Regions from separate parts of the Sus scrofa genome. Here region 2 is linked to region 1. A link is a contact called in public Hi-C data. All regions are on one chromosome and are shown on one strand. Each heading gives the region's core, a stretch centred on a gene start, on an enhancer-like site or on the middle of the called end of the contact. The rest is flanking DNA. Distances are from core to core; before and after follow the strand shown.

Evidence for each region. Hi-C and Micro-C count contacts between places; a contact is called where the count stands out from the background.
Region 2: a Hi-C map of skeletal muscle shows a contact between it and region 1, with 2.8 times the contacts expected there. The contact joins the promoter of ISL2 here to the enhancer-like site in region 1. A contact is called at or near these places in 5 of 47 Hi-C or Micro-C datasets (alveolar macrophages, embryonic fibroblasts, fetal liver and 2 more) and 1 of 2 datasets of contacts at active chromatin or transcription factors (skeletal muscle).

The regions. Positions count from the first base shown.
Region 1 is chr7:56,399,129-56,402,527 of Sscrofa11.1, forward strand. All of the region lies in intron 5 of TMEM266 (transmembrane protein 266), which reads left to right. Among named protein-coding and RNA genes, the nearest start is that of TMEM266, 89 kb to the left of the region's middle. Within about 2 kb of position 1,428, at least 19 of the 83 cell types and tissues checked have an H3K27ac peak or open chromatin away from gene starts, as enhancers often do. A contact at or near this core is called in skeletal muscle, where this site is marked.
Region 2 is chr7:56,569,587-56,573,161 of Sscrofa11.1, forward strand. It overlaps ISL2 (insulin gene enhancer protein ISL-2), which reads left to right and starts at 1,766. Exons shown (of 6, transcript XM_021099017.1): 1 at 1,766-1,999; 2 at 2,855-3,044; 3 at 3,314-3,575. The coding sequence starts at 1,942.

The DNA.
Region 1 (3,399 bases), core at 178-2,677:
AAACTCTATCTGCAGCCGGTGGGTGACCTCAGCGGGGAAGCACGCTGCTTGCCCATGTGTGAACTGGTAGGTGGGTGGTGGGTCGAGGACCTTCAGGCAGCGTGGACAAGGGACAGAGTTTGAGTGACAATGTCGTGTCTACACGGGAGATGGTGAGAGATGTCCTGGGAGCCAGCCCAGGTCGTGAAAGCCCCCTCCTGGTCTTGCTCAGGAGTAGGGGCTTGTCCTGAAGGTGGTGGGGAGGAGGCTATATGCAGGAGAGGGGCGTGATGAACTTGGCCTTTGAGAGGATCACCCTGGCAGCCAGGAAGGAGACAGGGGTGGGAGGTGGGGGCGATTGGAATGTGGAGACCATTTAGGAGGCATGGTTCAGCCAAGAGGTTAGAGGTTTGAACCATACCAGCAGGAATGGGATGGAGGATAAGAGAGGAGCTGGAGTTTAAGCAGCTAAATGCAGGACTCGGGGACTGGTCGTCATGGGGGGAGCATGGGAGGGAGCAGGAAGGTGAGCACTTTGGTGGGGGGGTGGGGGGCTGGCCTGCGCTAGGAGGGGGTGGGGATGCCTTTGGCCAAGCCGACAAGTGCTGCAGGAGGCGGTCTCGGCTGGAGATGTGGACTCAGGGGGCTTCAGGGTGTCAGATGGGAGCTGAAGCCAAGGGTGCAGTTGTCGGGGGATGGGAGCGCGTGAGTGGGAGGAAATGAGCCCCAGAAGACAAATTTGGAATGGATGGAGGACGAGGAACCTCAAAGCTGACTGAGCAGGTGTAGCCGAGGCAGGGGGAGGCCTCAGAACGTGCGGAATCTTGAAACCAAAGAAGGAGACTTTTTAGAGCAAGGAAGCCAGCAGCACCGCACATGGCTGAGGAGGTCGTCCCTAACCAGGTGTGGGCAGCGTTCCTCCAGTGCAGGGGGACAGGGCAGTGGCTTAAGAGGAACATGGTCAGTGAGGGTTGTTTTGGGATGGAGGAAATGGAGATGTTCATGTGAGGAGAGGAAGTTCTGGAACAAACTTTGCACATCTTGTGGGTTCCAATCTCTCTCCTCCTCCCCCAAGGCCGAGCACAGTGCTCCCTGCGCAGTGAGCACACAGCCAGGTCACATCAGGGCTTAATTTCCTGCCATTCGATCACATTGTCCGTCCCTGCGCTCTTGAACCCATTCTTTTAAGATCCCTGGGAACCTCCTGCCAAAATGAATCCAGCGCGGTGGCAGACAGTGCGGCTTGTGCCTGTGAGCCCAGGTCCCCTGGAGAGGCCGGCCACTGCGTCGGGGGTGGGGGGGTGTCACTTTTACCAGGGAGAAGGCAGCCTCCCTTCACCCCCTAAGCCCCCACAGATTGGGAACCCCTGGGAGGAGAGAAGGGGGCGGCTGCTCCCTTGGCTCCTGTTTTATCAATGCCTAACGGCAGGGGGCGCCCGTGTGCCGCCCTGCGATCACCGCTCCCCTGGCAAACCTTTGTTTTGCAAACCGGTTTAAGACTGCTTTCAGCCCCCAGCTCCCACCCCCTGCCCCCGCAAGGATTTCTCACGTTTCTTACATTCTCCTTGGAGCTGGATCCCGGACTCCATGATATTGCTCCTGCTGCTCTAGTTTAACTGAGGGCTTCGGCGGGAAGGGGAGCCTTCAGCAGTCTTGGCAGAAAAAACTTGCCTTCGGGTAGATCTGCTTTTCGAAGATGCGCCCGAGCTCAACCCCCAGCGGCCTGGTGCCCACCGTGGGTATTTCTTGGGCCAGAATATTCCTCCAAGCTCTGCACCACCCCGCTCCCCAACCCTTCCGGCTGCCGCGTTGCAGGGGCACAGGCTCAGGGCCAGATGCACACTGCTGCTTCCTTCTCCTGGGCTGATGGGCCCAGCGTTGGGGATGGTTCTCTGGGGAGCAGGAGTGCCAGCCCTGACTCTACACAGCAAGCAGTGAGTCAGGGAATCTCTCTCTGCCTAGGGAAGGGGTGCCTTTGAAAAATTTGCTCAAAGGCATCTGATAGACTAGCAGGTGTTGCTACTGGCATCCCCCAAGGTTCCCAGACCCTGGGAAAGGGACTGATTCCCCTGAGGGGTGGGAGGGATCAGGCCTCAGGCAGCAGGAAGCCAGAAGGCCCTTGCTGCCACTTGAGCCAGGCAGGGCCTGGAGCAGATGCAAGGATCAGGACTTCCCACCCTCCCCTCTTGCCGCCTGAAGCCTGAGCCCGTTCCCTCGAGACATGAGGGGAGTCCCCCCTTGGGAGCAGGGCTTTTGCCAAGGGAAATGATGAGGGTCCCTGGGATGGAAAGATGAGGAGCCCGGAAAACAGCAGGTTTACCTGCCCCTCTCAGCCTCAGTTCCTATGTCTGTAAAATGGCACAAGAGCTTGGCGTTTGGTAAATAATAAACAGTGCCATCCTCGAGATTTTGCCAAGACTCTGGCCTCTCTTGAATGCCAAAGCGTCCTCCTCTCCAGAAGGCAGGACTGGAAAGAAGGAGGCTGAAAACCCTTAGTTTCAGGTGGGCTAGTGGCAGCTGGTGCTGAGGGGTCTGGGTCCCTTGGTCCTTTCCTCAAAGCCCTTTGCAGCTCTTGAGGGCAGGATTGCAAAGTCCACGGCCCTGGGAGAGGGAGTGGTGATAAAATAACCTCTTTGTAATGCCTCCCGAAGCCCTCCTGCCCTTCTCTTAGCAAAGCTCTTCCTTGGTGGAGCTTTGTAGCGGCCAGCCCCGGTGAGGCAGGCAGCCGGGACCAGTCCCATGTTCCTCCAGGCTGGCTGAGGGCTTTGGCCGATGCCCCATTGCTAGTAAGGGATAGTCAGAGCTGGAAAGGGGACCTGATTTTTGACTCTACATCATCTAACTCTCTTTCTCCTGGTTGCATCTGGACTTGTGGCTTCCCTGGTCACCCAGGGCATTGTCACCTTACACATCTCCACTGTCCTGTTAGGTACCCTCAGGGGAGTTTGTTAAAAAGGCACATTCCTGGGCCCTGCACCCAGAGATCCTGATGTCCTGGATCTCCCCGAGAGCCTGGGAATCTTCATTTTAAACAAAACCCTCAGCTGCTGCTGAGGCAGGGGCCCTTACCTGCGTGTTGAGAAGCATAAGCCATCAATGGCTTAGCCCATGTTTTCAGAGGAGTGAGATCTGTGCCAGGTGCCATGAGGTGGCAAGGCAGCATGGCCAGGTCCCTTCCTCCACAGACAGGGGGTCTCAGCAGAGGATGCTGCCGGGAAAGGACCGCAGGTGGGGTGTTTCAGAGCAGATCCCTTCTAGCTTGGACATTTCCAGGCCATTTCCCATCTACAGCAGGAAGCTGGCCCAGGAGGCATTTCCTGAGCTCCCTCCTCAGCTGCCTTTTGGCTGTTGAGTTTCCATGGACTGGGCTAGGAAAGAAAGACTCCCTCAGAGGCCTGGTCCCACATGAATGGGCCATCC
Region 2 (3,575 bases), core at 516-3,015, 170 kb after region 1:
TAAGCCTTTTCCAGAGAATACTTTATTTCTTACAATAGTAGAGGTAGATACCATTTTTAATCCCCCATTTTGCAGATGAGGAAACTAAAGGTCAGAAAGAAAATAAAATGCCTGAGGTCATAGAGTGGTCCAGTGCAGACATACCCGGCCTCCTCACTCCTCAACCCCGTTTATTTACACTGACACATTATTCAAACGCAGCCTTGTCCCCATCCCGGACCTGCTCCACACACACTCAGCGGGAGTGCTGTTCAGGGCGCTAGTGGCCAAAGACGCAAGAAATGGCCCATTGGCACAGCGGTTGGTAAGCGGTGCGGAAGAACCAGACCCATAAGAAGACCAAACGTTCTAAACGTGGTTGTCTTGGAAGACCGACGGGGCTGCCACGTGAAGCGCTCAGCACAGCTGGGCTGCGGCGGGGCTCTCACTTGCTGTGCGGTGGGCCATTACCACGTGGCGAGTTCAGCTTGCACTGAGAGCCTAGCCCCAGCCTCTGCAAAGCCTCTCGCTGCGCACCTGGCTGCACCCATTTCCCGGCGAGCAGCCCAGAGCATTGGGCCAACCCACCTTAGGTTTTTAGCAGGAGGGCCGCCGAGAGCTCGGCCGCGCCCTCGGGCCAACGGGGGCCCGGCTCTGGGATTCCTGTGGAAACATTTTATCCCCAGGCGCCCACCTGCGCCCCACCCAGGCGCCCACCAAATTCTAGGCTCACCTTCTAGTGGAAAAACAACAGCCACCATGATTGGATAGGTGTTATTTATAATTCATGGACCAGTCTTTGAACCCTTTCAAACAAAACCCACAGCGATTTCTTTGAAAGAAAGAAATGCCTGGACTCGGTTCAGAAGTCGCGGGTTTTCTAAGGACCGACAAGCCACTGCACAGATAGTAAATTACCCCGCGAGCCACATTTGTTTCTGATTATTTGCATTGCAGTTGATTTGTGAAATAAAACAGAAGAGTTTATAAATACCGTTTATTCTGGAAGTGGAACACACACTCGACCCCGGCATTGTTCCTAGAAGGAGTTGTGCTATTCGGGTGGGGAGAGCATGCGGGTATCCGTGTCGAATTACACCCCCGCCCCAAATCCAAGTCAAAGCTAGAATCTGGATCCGGTTTGGATTTTCGGATTCTGCATTCTGATGTTACCCACCTAATTCTCCAACTTGGAGAAGTTTTCCACAGGCGGACTGGTAGGGACGTCTAAACAGAGTTTATCCAAACCTTTAACCTCTCTCTCTAGCTTGGACTCTGAGAACAAAGGCGCCCGAGAGGAAAAAGGTGACCGGCTGGACGGTGAAGGTCTTGGCCAGACCACCCTTCCGCCCAGCTCTCGTCCCAAGAGAGTGGATTTCCTCCCCCCCCCCACCCCATGAAAGAAGGGAGCATTTAAAGGACAGGCCCTCCTCCACTCCCCAGGTATCCATCACCCTGCTAGAGCGCGCCTGGGGAGACCGCCCCGCAAGTCCAAGGGGAAGCTCAGAGCTGCAGCGGCCCTGGAGACTGCTCAGCGGTGACGCAAGGTCGAGCGGGGATAGCCCGACTCCTGGTCAGAGTGAGGATCCTTGTAGATTTCAGAGGAGGGGGCTGTTCTCCATTGTTCACCCCGGGCCAATCAGGGTTGGCCCATTTCCTTCCAGCCAATCCCCCGTTACCCCCGCCTTCCACCCAACCCATCCCGCCCATCAGCCCCCAGGTCCCCAACACCTCCCCCGCATCCCCCGCGGTTCTGGGGAAGCTCCGTGACGCCACAGGTCCCGCCCCCAGCTCCGGCCCGGGGCGAGTGCGTGCTGACGTCATGCTGCGTGCGGGCCGGTGCGGAATCGCTCCTTCAACTCCGCGGGGCAGGAGGAGTTAGTTAGCAAAGAGCCGAGGCTGGGCGCGCGACCTTCGTCCTTCTGCCTCTGGCCGCACGCTTTGCGCACATCTCTTTTCTGCATGGTGGATATTATTTTTCATTATCCTTTTCTGGGTACTATGGGGGATCATTCCAAGAGTAAGTCTTTTTCTGTGTGTGTGTGCATGTGCTTAATATGCAATATTTCTAATGCAGAAGAATGTTTAGCGGATTCTACAAGTGGCTTCTATTTGACAGGACACTGGCAGGGAAAAAACAAAACGAATGCATTTCCCTGCAGGACTGCTTATCCTTTGGAATCCTGTTGTTTTAGCTTATAATTAAGCACTCTTTTTCAAGCCTGCTAGGCTGACCTCAGGCTGTGAAATCTGCTTCTGTTTTGCGCTAAAGCAATTAGGTTTGATTTAGCGATGTGGGATTTTTTTTTTTTTTTTTTTTTTTTGGTTTGCCTGCCTGCTTGTCTGTCGGCCTTTTAAATAAGGAAGATTTCCCTCGCTTGATCTGGGGTATTTAAACTAAGAAATGTCAAAGAGGATGAGCTGAGACCCCGCTGAACGCTGATGTGTCTGCGCTGGGATAGGAGGGAGTCTCTGTGAGAGGGAGTGTGCGGACGGAAATGCCTGAACATCACTGTTCAGTATTGATGGGGTGGCGTCTGTAGGGCTTAAATGTCTATTCACTCTTTCTTCTCACTTACATGTTAGCTTTTAGTTATAAGATATATCGATAAAACGCTTGTGTCCAAGTGAATGTAATAGCGGGAAAAAAAATTGAGGAGGGTGGGAGGAGGCAAAAAAAACCTTAACAAATTCAGAAGATTTTGTTTTTTCGTTTCCAATTGTCTGGATCTTTCGAGAGACCACTTTCTTTTCCTAGTGGTCTCAATTCTTGAAAGGGAGCAAGAGCGCAAGCGGGTTGGGTTGGGGCTGGAGCTGCCTCTGCCGGGGTCCGAGCAGCGGGGCCTAACGCGGGCCCCACGCCCTTCTTCGGCAGAGAAGCCCGGGACCGCCATGTGCGTGGGCTGCGGGAGTCAGATCCACGACCAGTTTATCCTGCGGGTGTCGCCTGACCTAGAGTGGCACGCCGCCTGCCTCAAGTGCGCCGAGTGCAGCCAGTACCTGGACGAGACGTGCACGTGCTTCGTGAGAGACGGGAAGACCTACTGCAAGCGGGACTACGTCAGGTGAGGCCCCGGGGAAGCTTGGGCTGAGCCACCGCCCGCAGGGGCCGGGGCTTGGGGACGGCTGGCCGCCTGCGCGCCCCCGCGCGGGGAAAAGGCCGCCCCCACCCCGAAGGCGTGCCTCCGCGCACCTCTGGGTCTGGGAACCCCCGGAGAGCCTGTCCCCGCGCCACCGAGCGTCCTGGCGCGCGTGCCCGGGCTGGGTAAGCAGCTCGGGAGGCGAGGCCGGCCGTAGGCCCCGAGCTGACACCGCCCGCGCCTTGGGCCCGCAGGCTCTTCGGCATCAAGTGCGCCAAGTGCCAAGTGGGCTTCAGCAGCAGCGATCTGGTGATGCGGGCACGGGACAGCGTGTACCACATAGAATGTTTCCGCTGCTCGGTGTGCAGCCGTCAGCTGCTGCCCGGCGACGAGTTCTCGCTGCGGGAGCACGAGCTGCTCTGCCGCGCTGACCATGGCCTTCTGCTGGAGCGCGCGGCGGCCGACAGCCCGCGCAGCCCCGGCCCGCTCCCCGGACCCCGCGGCCTGCATCTGCCA